Linked DNA regions of Mus musculus: regions 2, 3 and 4 are each linked to region 1. The links are chromatin contacts, called in public Micro-C maps. All regions are on one chromosome and are shown on one strand. Each heading gives the region's core, a stretch centred on a gene start, on an enhancer-like site or on the middle of the called end of the contact. The rest is flanking DNA. Distances are from core to core; before and after follow the strand shown.

Region 1 (3,143 bases), core at 191-2,690:
TGAAGAGGCAACCACAACGGTCAGACTTCCCAAATAAATTACTTTAATTTTGATTACTTCCATTGTAAAGGCAGTCACAAAACTGAAAACAGTAACTGACCAACAACAGTTTCTTGTACCTTTGTCCCAAGGAAGAAAAAAAAAAAAAAAAAGGGTGATTAAGTCCCTACAGACAGGAAAAAAAGCAACTCAACCTGCCAACCAATCAGTATTTCACAATTCCTTCCAAAAATAAATGCCAGGATGCTGCTTCGGACCATCTTATACATTCCGTTTCCCACACTCCCGCCACCGTCCTTGTCATTAGGACCCTCGGATTTTAGTCCAGTTATCACAAAGCCTCGGGTCTTGAAAGCACCTTCGGCCTGGCCAGAAAGCCATTCCTTTCCTCCTCGCTCGCCCGGGGGAATAATGGTGGCGAAATCAACTCAGAGAGAGAGCTCCCGGAATACGGACGGCTGCGCCTTCCTCCGTAGAGGAGCTGTTTTAAAAGGGAGGGGGGCCCAAACTTTCCCTCCACAGTCTCGGCGTCCCGAGCGACGGTGAGCGACGGGCGGTCCCACAAGGAGAACGCCCCAAGCCCAGGCCCCATCTGCGCCCGCCCGAAGTTGACTCGAAGCGCCCGAGAGTTACGGGCCTCCGCAAGTCCGCCAAGTGCGACCCGGGCGAGCGTCTCCCGAGCAACGCCGCCCCTGCCCGAGGCCGCTCCCGCCCCGCCGCTGTGGCCCCCGGCGCGTGAGCCCGCATCGCGTCCCGGTCCCCGCCTGAGCAGCTGCTCGCCGCCTCCGAGGCTCCAGCGGGGAGCGCGCGCGCACTCTCGCCCTCAGACCGGCCGAGAAGTCCCGGGAGAGCCCCGGGGTCCCGCGCCGACAAAAGCAGGCTCGACCCCCGCCGGCGAGAGCGCGCGGGGCCACGGGGAGCCCGTGCCGGCCGCCAGCCTCGTGCCCGCCGCCGAGCCCCCTCGCCGCCCGCACTCCGCGCCAAGTCGGCGGCCCGCGACTCCCCGCAGAGAAGCGCGGAGAAAGGGCGCAGCGCCGGCTACTCACCTCGATCTCGAAGTCGGGCAGGCGGAACGCCGTGCGAAAGAGCGAGCAGAAGTGCGCGATGGCCGGGACTTCCCACCAGGAGCGGAGCTCGCCCAGCCCGGCCGCGCCGCCTTCCTCCGGGCACATCTCCCCGCCGCGCTCGCTCACTCGCTCTCGCTCGCTCGCTCGGACTCCGGCCGCCGGCAGCGCCTCTCACTCAGCGCGCGGCGGCTCCCGCCGCTCGGCGTGAGCTCAAGCGGAGGCGCGGCCGGGCGGGGGGCGGCGGTCCGACTCGCTCAAGCGGCCGCTGCTCGGGCAGCCGGCGGGGGCCGCGCGCTCGCCCCGTCCCGCCGCGGCCGTGCGGCCGCCCCCAATCCCATACAATATAATCCACTCAGCGCTGAGGAAAACAGATGGGGCTGGGGGTGGGGAGGGGGCCCGGCAGAAACCTGGGAGGAGGGGCCGCCCACGAGGAGGGGGCGGGGCCGGCGCGCACCACAACAACAACCCCGCCCCCACCCCTGCGCGGACAGCTGCACCGAGGGCGGGGGAGGGGGAGCGGGCGAGCCGCGCCCGGGGAGGGGCCGCCCGTGACGCGGAGGGGCCCGCGCGCAGCCCGCGGGCGGCCGGGCGGGTGGGAGCCGCGCTCTGCCGTGCAGGTGTTTGGGGCCGGGGAGTTCGGCGACTTTGGTGACGGAAGACAATAAGGGTCTCTCCCACCCCCACGTGGCCTCAGTGGTCGAGTCCTTTTAAAGGGCCCGCGGGGTGGTGCTCTTGCTGGGGACTCGCTCCGGGAGTGCGCACGTGTGGGATTTCAGTTATTACTGCTGTGGAGGGTGGCGCGGGACAGAGCGAGTGGGACGTCCACGCTGGAAACCGGAGGCCCGGGGAAACGACGCGCTTTCCACCTGTTCTTTAGCGCTTTTTTATTTTTATTATTATTACTATTATTAGCCTATCTGAGAACGGGACTTAAGGGAGCGCTAAAGTGCCTCGCTTCTCCAAGGGAAGAAGGTGGTGGGGCTGGTTCGGCTGGAACCGAGTAGGATGGAGGGGTAGAGTGTGGCGGGAAGGGTGGAGTAGGGGGGAGGCACCAATCAGCAGCCTAGCGGGAAGAGCAATTTCCCCCACCCCAGGGAACGGACACGTGCAGCCGCCCTGGAGGAGACTGGCTTTGAGCCCTCTGACTGCCCTCGCCGGAGCGGAGCGCGGCTGCTGCGGGCGCGAGTGCTCACAATGTGGCTGGGAGGCTGGGGGATGGGGAAGAGCCTGGAGACTAAGGACGTGTGTCCGGGTGGGGGTGGAGACCTGCCCGGGCTGCGGGAATACGCTCCGAGAGGAAGGTGCTCGGACTTTAGAAAAGTTAACTGCTATTTAGGACGGTGGAATTCTGTCTAAACCGGAAGGGGAAAAAATCACCCCCGAAATAGCCCAGAAGTTTGGAAAAACTACGTTGTAGTAGCGCCTATTTGTATTGGTCATTTGCGCTTGAGCAGTTCTACTCTAAGAGTCCTGGCTGCTTCTTTAGTCCACCTCGCCAGAAACACCGCCCCTTAGGTGCACTCAAATTCGGCTGTTTAGATAGGTACAACCCTGGAAAGAATAATAGGGAGCGAGTTTGTGAGATAGATGTGTAAGTGGGAGGCCTGGCTCGTTCCTCCTCCCTCACCTATTCTAATTACTTTAATAACTAACCTCTTGTGTCTTTGTAAGGCAGCACTTAAAAACACTAAAATCCTTAAGTTATATATCCAAGTGTGCCTTTTGTGAGCCAACTAACCTTAAGATACTTCATCTTCCCTCACACTGCCCTGTAGGTGAGAGTTAGCAACCCCTACACGCTATCTATCCCATTTTTATTTTTAAAGTTTGTTTTTGAATGTTTTCAAAACGCAGCTACTCTGTAGATACCTCATGAATGGGGGTGGAGGGATACAGGAGGGCTCCGTGGAACTTTTTTGTGAGTCTGTAGCCCAGGCTGGAGCCTCCATGTTTGACTTGCCCTGAACTGCTGTGCTCTTCATGTATCACACCATTTTCCTTTGAAAAGGGTTGCATGAAGCCCAGACTAGGGAGCAACAAGCTCTCTGCACCTTGAACCAATCCTTCCTGCACTTG
Region 2 (3,143 bases), core at 249-2,748, 200 kb after region 1:
ATCTTTCTCTACTTTCAGTTTACTTGTATCGTGAGGCCCTTGGCAAAGGACTAGCCAGACACAAACAGCAATCCTCTATGTTTTGACACTTTGGCCCTGTCTGAAGATGTCACTCTGACTTTCCCAGTACGGGGAGCACTATGACATTTCCCAGCAGCCCTCAGACTTTTTTAAAAAACACAGTTTTTCCAGTAAAAATAGTCACCCTCTCCCCACCCTCTTTTGGTAAATCTACAAAATTAGATAAGAACTATCCTTTTGTTTCATATCCTCCGACTCAGCGACTGGACACAGTTCCTGGGGTCAGCTGTGGAAGTGGAGGGGAAGGGGCTGGAAAAACCAGTGGAGGAAGAGAAGGCTTGAAGGGAGACAGGGAGGAAAGTTTATGCGTGGAACAGACACTAGGTTTTGCACAGGTTCGCTGTTTTTTTGTTATGCTTTGTTTTGACAGTAAGTAAGGTTCAACCGCCAGGGGTGTGTCAGTTTCCTAAGAGCGCAGCGGGGCGTGGGGGTGGGGTGGTCCTCCCTGGCAGTAACAAACTGGCAGACTTCCACACATGTTAACTCAATTTTGGCAGGCTCGGTTCTGGGACACACGTGGTGGTGAAAAAAAGATGGGATGGACGGCATCTTTCAACCCACATCCTGTTTGATTCCCCTGGGCACTGGGCTCGCCCGCACTACCCAACCTGTGGGGACCCCCGAGGCCAGGCTGGGGCACCTGAGCATGGGAGAGCTGGAGGATTGACTGCTCAGGAAGCAAGGAGTTAGGGGCCAGTCCAGATTATTTCAGCTCCTGCCAAGGTTAGGTCCATGTCCATCCCGAGCTGCCAGCCTCTGGTGCCTCCATCTTCCAATTCCGAGGCCCAGACGGAATTGTCACCCCGCCTCGCGCTACCAGTGACTCCGCCGCCCGCGTAGTTTCCCTAGAACTCCCCCTCACCGCGACTCCACTCCCGGAGTCGCTGCCAGCGCGCCTCCACGCTGCGCCCATGCCCGGGACCGTCCTCCGAGCCCCTAGGGCGGACTTTCAGCCTCCCCGGGCCCGCCAGAGCCTGGGCCGTCCGCCCCTTCGCACTCGCGACGGCTCTCAGCACCTTTGACAGCCCTCCGCACTCCCGACGGCCCTCCCGACGCCCGCCCCTCTGACACCTCTTCACCACCCTCCGCCGTCCTCTCCACCACCCCCGACGGCCCGGGCATCCCCGCTCCGCCCGGCTTCTCTCACCTCCTGCGCGCAGACCGGAGCCGGGAAGTCGAGGAGGCGCGGGGAGGCGCGGCCCGGGGCCAGAACGTTCAGCAGCAGAAGCAGCCATCCCAGCGCGGGCCCGGGGACGACCCGTGGCCAGCAGCGCCGAATCGCCATAGCCCTCGGCCCGGTCGCGGAGCGCTCGCAGCTGGCTCCGCGCGACAGCGAGGGCCCGCGATGGCTTTCCCGGCCGAGGACTGGCGCTCGTCGGCTTCACACGGCCTCCTCTGTCCCGCTTCCGGCTCCCCCGAGGGCGGGCCGCTCGGGGCGGGGCTTGGGTGGGGGCTGTCCTTCCTCTGGCCCCGCCTCCGCCTTGGCCCAGGTGTGCTCCTGGCCTCTTTGGCTCTCCTTGGATGTTGCTCAGCTAAGTAAGATAGGAGCCCAGGAACCCGTTTTAAGGAGCCGAGCCCCGCTGTCAACTTGCTGTGGAGCTATGACTGTCCTCGCCATCGTACCCTCCCGGTTTACACTGATCTGTTTCATCATTTTAGTCTAATTTCCGACTCGGGACTCCAAGGAGTTTGTTTGCTCAATCTCCCTTTCAGTTTTTATGGAGAAACAAGCCCATCGCATCGTCGTAATGCTTATTTCTCGTTTTTGTTTTTTTTGTTTTTTCTACAAAGTTCTAGTTTTTGATGGCCAGATCATGTAGCTTAAGTCTCATATAGCAAGTCCATGAAACTATATTTTTTCCCTTTCAGCGTTGAATCATACATTTGCACACTCAAAAACAAAACAAAACAAAACAAAACAAAAACCCAACAAAACAAAACAAAACCCTGGACAGTGAATTAGTCACCTCATGGCTGGACTAAAGCAAACACGGCATTCTGTAACAGAGATGTGTGTGTGTGGGGGGGGGGGGGTAGCATTGCTAAGTATGAAGGGTTAAAAGTGGATCAGAGGAGGGAAACGGAGACAGCCTGTGTAGACAGCCAGCTCTTTCAAGGAGCCTCACTGTGGCCTCGCCGAGTGCAGTTTGGCTGGGTAAGGTACACAGCATAGGAAGGTTTGAGGCCAGGCTGAGGGCAGAGGCGTGGAAGGATGGGGGACTGAGCAGTACAACGGACAGAGTCTCTGACAAGGCCTGGGGATGCCCTCTAGAACCCCCTGGAGAGAAAAAAAAAATTCAAAGAAGCCACTAGGAATTCAAATTTCTCCAAGACTAACACTTCTTGTAATGAAAATATGTGCTCATGGTTGCACCGCTGCTAAAAACTGCATTCTGGGTATCAACCGCAACATCTAAGAATGTGAGGCCACGATCTGACCACCTGGAGTAAGGCACAGGACCCCTTAACGTTGGGAATAAAACCAAGCGCGACTCTCACTGGATGCGCTTATGCGCTCAGTAAGACACGGCTGTACACCGTTTTGCAGAAGGAAACTTTTGTCTTACTGAAACCCTTTGGCTATTTTCTCAGACCCAACAAGGGGCTCTCTCTTTATTACCAAGGTTCTTGGGAGCTGATTCCCATCTCGGGAGGTGTAGTCGCCAGCGGCCACGGAGAACTGGGTTCCCGAAAGGAAAGCTGGGGTTGGATAGGAATGATGACTAGAGAAGAATGAGACCAAGACAAAGATTCTGATCAAGGCCCAATGTTTAATCCTTGAAATTTAAAGGGGGGGCCCCATCCCCCACTATGCCAGGATCTCGTGGGAAGCTGCAGAAGTGGCAGGACAATAGACTTTACCTAGGTCAGAAGACTCCACCCTAGGTGGGCTAGCCTACTGCAGCAAAACAAGGTCTAATTCAGCCCGCCCAAGGCTGTGGAGGGAGGGCACAGGGAGGTACACCCTGTTGTCTTGTGGGCTTGGATGAGGACCCACACTCTAATTTCTAGACTGACAGAAACCCCAAACCAGAAGTAAACCAGGACCGCAAAGCTCAAGT
Region 3 (3,143 bases), core at 227-2,726, 170 kb after region 1:
AGGGGACAGAGAGTCTGCAGGAGGAGGAGGAAGACGAGGGCAAGCTCCTAACTTGTTCCTATGGACTGGGAGTGAATTACACAGAAGCCCCAGAACCTTCTCGAGCCCCAAATGCTATTGTAGTTTTCTTCTCCTCTACCTCTAAAAGCAGGACTTTACCTCCTGCCCTTCAGGACTCCTACCAGTGGGGTTGGAAGGGGGAGGGCAGCCCCTAGGCAGACTCAGCCCATGGACCGGAATGGGCAAGGCTGGCCTTGAACCTTCAAAGCTCCTGTTTCAGGTTCCTGAGTACCTGGGGTTACAGAGGAGCTGGCTTGTGACACCAGGCTCTGCTGGAGTTTATTCTTTTGCATGCTTCCATACCTCTAAAGATCCCCCCACCCCCTTTCTTGGTCAGACATATTTTCCTGTTATTTCATCTCCTGCTTTAGCTTTTTTTTTTTTTTTTTGATGACAGGGTCTCACATAACCCAAAGCTGGCCTCAAACTTGCTATGTAGTCAATGGTGACTTTGGATTTCTGAGCCTTCTGCTCGACCTCCTCAGACCTGGAATCAGATGTGGGGTGATGGGGAGGAACCCCTCCGCGCTGCATGCAAGCTAGGTACAAACCTTTCAGAATACCAAAGATGAGCCTGGCTAAGCAAGCAACTGCCCCACCCCAGGTCTCCAGAGTGGCTTCCTGCCCTGGCCCTGGCCTCCCCTACCCCAGGACTAGACAGTGGTATTTGCACCCCACCCTCTTCCTAAGCCCTCTTCTCAGCAATTATATTCAGGGAGCCTTTTCATTAACTGGAAACTGAAGATCTCCGAGGGGAGGACAGCTTTGGATGTGTGAAAATGCAGTACTTGGTTGGGAGTGCTCCTTCTGAATAATAGAATTGGGGGTGGTGTTTGTTTGGTTTGGTTTCTGGTGGTGGGTTGGAACCCAGGACTGGATGCATACAAGGCGGGTCATTCTACCAATTGAGATACACCATCCCCGAGCTCTTTCTGGTTCTTTTTTTATTTAACTTTTTAATCACTTCCATTGAGTTCTCAGGGCCTTTACGGAAGGAGATGGCAGAATGGTCGTTGGCGCACAGAGGAGAAGTTGGCTTGCGCTTCCTCCTGATAGGCAAGAAAGGACAGTGGTGCTTGGAAGCACGAAGTTGTGGTCTACACTGAGACCAAGGCCACCCAGCAGTTCAGGTTCAGCCCTTAGGGCTGTGGAGCTAGAGACTTCATGTTCCTATCCCGCCTGGCCTGATACGCTTTCAACTCTACTCCGGCACCTCAGTTCTCCCTCCTTTCCTTCCTGCTGATCCAGCCAGCCAGGCTTTCTCCTCCTCTATTCTCGCCTCCTCTCTCCCTCGAATCCAGTCCTGGTTTCCCCGCTGCCAGCTCCTTCTGCTGCCTGCTGGGCTCGCTCCCCTCCTCCGCCCCCGCCTCTCCGGTCCCGGCGGTCTGCTCGGCTCCCCCGCGCTCCCCCAGCTCAGCCACCCGCGGCTTCACTCGCCCAGTCCGGCCGCTCCAGTCCGGATCTCTCTGCCTCCCGACCCGGGTGCGAGTTCCAGCAGCTGGCGAGGAGGCGGCAGCGGCTGGCCCGGGTTCCCCTCTGCCGCCTCGTCAGCCCGAGGTTGACGGGGAGAGAGCGGCCGGGCAGCCCCTGGAGCCCCTCCGAGGACAATGCACCCGGCGCTGGGCCACCCTCGCGCGCTCTCGTCCGCGCCCGCCTCCTTTCCGCCGCCCCCCGCCGCAGCCCGGCTACAGCCCCTCTTCCTCCGGGGGGGCTCCTCCCGCGGCCGGAGAGGCTCGGGCGACAGCAGCACCAGCACCAGCACCAGCCGCGGGGGGTGCGGCGGCAGACGCGGCGGAGGCGGCGGCTCCCCGAGCAGCAGCACAGGCGCGGAGCGAGAGGACGACGACGAGAGCATTAGCATCAGCAAGCCACTGGTGCCCGCCGCCGCCGCGCTCCCCGGGCCCCCAGCTCAGGGGGGCGTCCCAGTCTCCGCCACCGCGCCCGCCGCCGCCTCCTCCACTTCCACGCCCACCTCTTCCTGCAGCATGACCGCCGCGGACTTCGGCGCGGGCGCCGCGGCCGGCACCGTCGGGGGCCCCGGGAGCCGCTCGGCGGTGGGCGCAGGCGGCACCGGGACCGGCGGCGCCGCCTCCTGCTGCTCGTGCTGCTGTTGCTGCTGCGGCCGCCCCACTCGCTCCGGCCGTAGGGGTCGGCGCCGGGGCTGCTCGCCAAGCCCCGGCTGCCGCTGGGGCTACCAGGCGCTGTCTGTGGTGCTGCTGCTGGCGCAGGGCGGTCTGCTGGACCTGTACCTCATTGCAGTCACTGACCTGTACTGGTGCTCTTGGATCGCCACCGACCTCGTGGTGGTGGTGGGCTGGGCCATCTTCTTCGCCAAGAACAGCCGGGGCCGTCGGGGCGGCCCAGCGAACAGCATGCACAACCACCACCAGCTCCACCACCACTCGGCTCCGCCTCTGCACCTATCCGCAGCGGCGTCGGCGGGGGCCGGGGCCAAGGCTCGCGGGGGCCGAGGAGGTTCTGGAGGCTCCGGAGCCGGGCCGGGGACGACTGGGGCAGCGGGCGAGTTCGCTTTTGCGTACCTGGCCTGGCTCATCTACTCCATCGCTTTCACCCCTAAGGTGGTGCTCATCCTGGGCACATCCATCCTGGACCTCATCGAGCTGCGCGCGCCCTTTGGCACCACGGGCTTTCGCCTTACCATGGCGCTGTCCGTGCCGCTGCTCTACAGCCTAGTGCGTGCCATTAGCGAGGCGGGCGCGCCCCCGGGCTCGGCGGGTCCCCTGCTCCTGCAGCCACAGCAGCATCGCGCCGCGGGCTGCTTCCTGGGCACGTGTCTGGACCTGCTGGACAGCTTTACACTGGTGGAGCTGATGCTGGACGGCCGCGTGCCGCTTCCGGCGCACCTGCGCTACCTGCTCATCGCCGTCTACTTCCTCACTCTTGCCTCCCCAGTGCTCTGGCTGTACGAGCTGAACACTGCCACAGCAGCTCCGTCCTGGGGTCAGACCTCCGGGCCCGGAAGCTGCAGCCGCCTTTTACGTTTGCTGGGCGGCTGCCTGGTGGACGTGCCCTTGCTGGCGCTGCGCAGCCTCCTGGTCGTGAGCTACCAACAGCCGCTGTCC
Region 4 (3,143 bases), core at 425-2,924, 150 kb after region 1:
CTGCCTCTGTTTACTCCGTGATCCCGAAGTTAGCTGGTTGTTGTGGTACACAAGAGAAGACAGAGGCAGGAGAACCACATGTGTGACACTATGTGGACTTCATGTGTAGTTCTAGGCCAGCCTGGGATACAGCAAAATCCTGCTTCACAAAATAAAAACAAAGAAACAAAAAGGAAATGAAATTCTTTTGTTGTTGTTGTAATGCTGTGTTGTTTGAGATGGGGTCTCCCTGTTTAGCCCACCTGATTGGTGTTGACTTTGGCCAATGAGGAAATCTGATTCTCTGGAGACCTGGGATCCTCATGAGGACTTGAAAGAACAGGGCGGACTGTAGTCTAATGCCGTGGACAGCCTTACTTCAGCTTCAGTGCACTCACTTTTATACACAACTGTGACAAAGAAAGCAGTGACCCAGGGAAGGTCGTGTGGTTCAGATGAACATGGAAATGAACACCAGTGAGTGCATACTAAATATTAACCTAACAGCACAGCCCTTTCTCAGAGCTTCCTCAGGACAGACCAACTTAAACACAATTGCCTGGTGCGTACTATAGATGATATCTGGGAAAGCATGAAAGCGAGGCAGGAGGCCATGTCCAGATGCAGGGCACACTGACCAGAGTGGGTTCTATAGCTGTGTTCTGACATCCAACAAGAATAAGCATGCCGCCAGGCGTGGTGGCACATGCCTTTAATCCCAGCACTCGGGAGGCAGAGGCAGGAGAATTTCTGAGTTCGAGGCCAGCCTGGTCTACAAAGTGAGTTCCAGGACAGCCAGGGCTACACAGAGAAACCCTGTCTCGAAAAAAACTTTAAAAAAAAAAAAAAAAAAGAATAAGCATGCCTTATAAGTTGAATGCAAATGTTTGCATCGGAGGCACAAAACTCACATCCAGCAACAAAACGTACCTCTTTTTTTCCTGTCGCCTCTCTCACAGTTCCCCAAGATATTGTTCACCATGGTCAGTCTTTTGACTGAGTTCTGACAGTTGGCCTAGAATCCCCTATATAAGACGGCTGAACTTGAACTTGAAGAGACCTGTTTGCTTCTTGACCTCCCAAGTGCTGAGTTCAAAGGTGTGCATCACCACCCCCAGCCAGGAAATGAAATTTGTATGTAAACGGGGGACATTGAATATTACATGCCAAGCGCAGTGTCTGTTAGGATTGGGTCAGCGCTGAGGACAGAACACAGACACACTTTACACAAGGTGGCATACTGGCTTTCTTATTAAAGAAGGTAGCAATCAGGCTACGGGCAGTCTTTATTCAGGACACTTACTCCTTTCTGCAGCACACTCCTTAGGCTATGCCTGTATAATTCTAAATGGCTGCCTGAGTGTTAGCCATCACATTAGCATTTCAGAGGGCAGGAAGCAGTCGAGTGGGCTGTTAGCTTGCAACACTGACCAAATACTTGAATAAACAACCTAAAAGGAGGAAGGTTAATTTCTGCTCTATTGATTTGGTGCTTGTGGTGACCCTAATATTGTGATAGGAAGCAAGTTGTGGAGCAAAACTGTTCCCTTTTGATAGCTAGGAGGCAGTGAGGTAGACAGGAGGGAGCCTCCAGGGATGTGTTTCCAGTTTCAGCTGGCTGAAGACTCTAGCGCCAGCCAAGGGATCCTCAGCTGGGACCACGCCTTGAGCTGTGGGGCTGTGTAAGGTCAGGAAGAGCGTGCCTCCTTGTGACCTCTTGTCACAGCCAGGCCAGCACCTCTGCTTCTGCGACTGTTCAGTGGGGCTCACGCGTGTACTAGGTGGCCACACCTAGCTGCAGGGGAGGCAGTGAGCACACTCTGGCAGCCAACAGTTGTGGAGCACCAGTGTTAGGGTTTGGGGGCCAGGTACGATGGCATCGTGGGTAAATGCCTGCTATCAAGCTGACCACCTGAGTTTGAGCCTTGGGACCCATATAAAGTTGGAATGAGAGACTGACTCCAGAAAGTTGTCCTCTGACCACCATATGCTCACTGTGGCACATGTGGGTACATAAAATTAATTTTTTAAAACCCAAAATACAATGTTTTGGGAGTGAGCCTTTCAGGGTTTTCACCCTAGTTTTGCTACCCTGGGGAAACTGCCTGCTCTTGCCTCAGTTTCTTCATGTGAATGACTCTAGGGGAGGGATACAGGTCGGTTGCTTGGAGACAGCTTAGAGAGTGGCAGATGGCCTCAAGGCTAAGTTGCTGAGATCTCTTCTTGGGCAGGTTTGGTCATGGCACCTTTCTGCTTTGCCTGGAAACCATCTACCGGAAAATAACAGGCAATGAGCTGAAATACGAGGGTCTGATGGGCAAACCCAGCATCCTTACTTACCAGTATGCAGAGGACGTGATCAGGCAGCAGGCTGAGAGGCGGGGCTGGGCCGCCCCCATCAGGAAGCTGTATGCTATAGGGTAAGTCCATTGCCTCTCCATTATCATAGCTGCTTTTCTTTCCCTCTGCCCACACCACCCAGGCTTCCCCGAAGCTGAGTCACACCACCTCCAGGCTGTTCTGATAGCTTCGAAACACTAAACTAAGGTTTTTTTCTTCTTTGCCCTCTGGTATTGCTGCCCTGCCAGTGATAACCCTATGTCTGATGTCTACGGTGCCAACCTATTCCATCAGTACCTGCAAATGGCCAATCGTGGAGAGGAGGAACAGCAGACTGGTGGGCAACAGAAGCAGCGGCCTTCAGCAACCCAGAGTTGTGCTTCCATCCTGGTATGCACTGGCATATACAGTTCTCAGGACCCAGGCTCCCAAGTGCCTCCTCCTGGAAGGAGAGAGCTTCCATTCCACGGACACCGAGACTTCAGCTTCAGTCCAGGGCTCCTAGAAGCCTCCCACATTGTTCATGATGTAAACGAAGCTGTGCAGCTGGTTTTCCACCAGGAGGGTTGGGCTTGAGGGGACGGAGATGTAGCAGAGGCAGAGGGGGCTGTTGGAGCATGCGCTCAGGGAATCCTGTGTGCCCGGCTGTGGTCTGGGTCACAGGCATCAAGTCCAAGCCTGGCTTCTTGCCATTACTTCCTGGGACAGAGAAGACTGTAGCTTCAGTAGCTACAGAAAGCCCTTGGGGCAGCATCTCAGGAGAAGGGATGGATTTCTGGGCCCTTCCTGTGCGTCTCTTGCAGTCTGACCTCATGCTGGTCCCT

What was found. A called contact is a pair of places that touch in the nucleus more often than the background predicts.
Region 2: a Micro-C map of embryonic stem cells shows a contact between it and region 1, with 3 times the contacts expected there. The contact joins the promoter of Il17ra here to the promoter of Cecr2 in region 1. A contact is called at or near these places in 11 of 39 promoter capture datasets (the C10 cell line, cranial neural crest, embryonic stem cells and 6 more), 3 of 484 Hi-C or Micro-C datasets (embryonic stem cells and stem cell-derived neural progenitor cells) and 1 of 9 other capture datasets (adipose tissue).
Region 3: a contact with region 1 is called in a Micro-C map of embryonic stem cells, with 5 times the contacts expected there. The contact joins the promoter of Tmem121b here to the promoter of Cecr2 in region 1. A contact is called at or near these places in 7 of 39 promoter capture datasets (the C10 cell line, embryonic stem cells, hematopoietic stem and progenitor cells and 3 more), 8 of 484 Hi-C or Micro-C datasets (the N1E-115 cell line, Sertoli cells, Th1 cells and 3 more), 1 of 115 datasets of contacts at active chromatin or transcription factors (memory CD8 T cells) and 3 of 9 other capture datasets (adipose tissue, liver and pancreatic islet).
Region 4: a Micro-C map of embryonic stem cells shows a contact between it and region 1, with 2.5 times the contacts expected there. The contact joins the enhancer-like site here to the promoter of Cecr2 in region 1. A contact is called at or near these places in 9 of 39 promoter capture datasets (the C10 cell line, the HPC-7 cell line, cranial neural crest and 5 more), 2 of 484 Hi-C or Micro-C datasets (both in embryonic stem cells), 3 of 115 datasets of contacts at active chromatin or transcription factors (the 230-238 cell line, CD8 T cells and extraembryonic endoderm stem cells) and 1 of 9 other capture datasets (adipose tissue).

The regions. Positions count from the first base shown.
Region 1 is chr6:120,664,611-120,667,753 of GRCm38.p6, reverse strand. It overlaps Cecr2 (CECR2, histone acetyl-lysine reader), which reads right to left and starts at 1,440. Exons shown (of 19, transcript NM_001368706.1): 1 at 1,047-1,440. The coding sequence starts at 1,172.
Region 2 is chr6:120,461,552-120,464,694 of GRCm38.p6, reverse strand. It overlaps Il17ra (interleukin 17 receptor A), which reads right to left and starts at 1,498. Exons shown (of 13, transcript NM_008359.2): 1 at 1,229-1,498. The coding sequence starts at 1,366.
Region 3 is chr6:120,492,279-120,495,421 of GRCm38.p6, reverse strand. It overlaps Tmem121b (transmembrane protein 121B), which reads left to right and starts at 1,476. Exons shown (of 1, transcript NM_033567.2): 1 at 1,476-3,143. The coding sequence starts at 1,668.
Region 4 is chr6:120,509,887-120,513,029 of GRCm38.p6, reverse strand. It overlaps Hdhd5 (haloacid dehalogenase like hydrolase domain containing 5), which reads left to right. Exons shown (of 8, transcript NM_144815.2): 7 at 2,211-2,399; 8 at 2,568-3,143. The coding sequence ends at 2,895. Among named protein-coding and RNA genes, the nearest start is that of Gm38888, 11 kb to the right of the region's middle. Within about 2 kb of position 1,674, at least 34 of the 459 cell types and tissues checked have an H3K27ac peak or open chromatin away from gene starts, as enhancers often do. A contact at or near this core is called in embryonic stem cells, where this site is marked.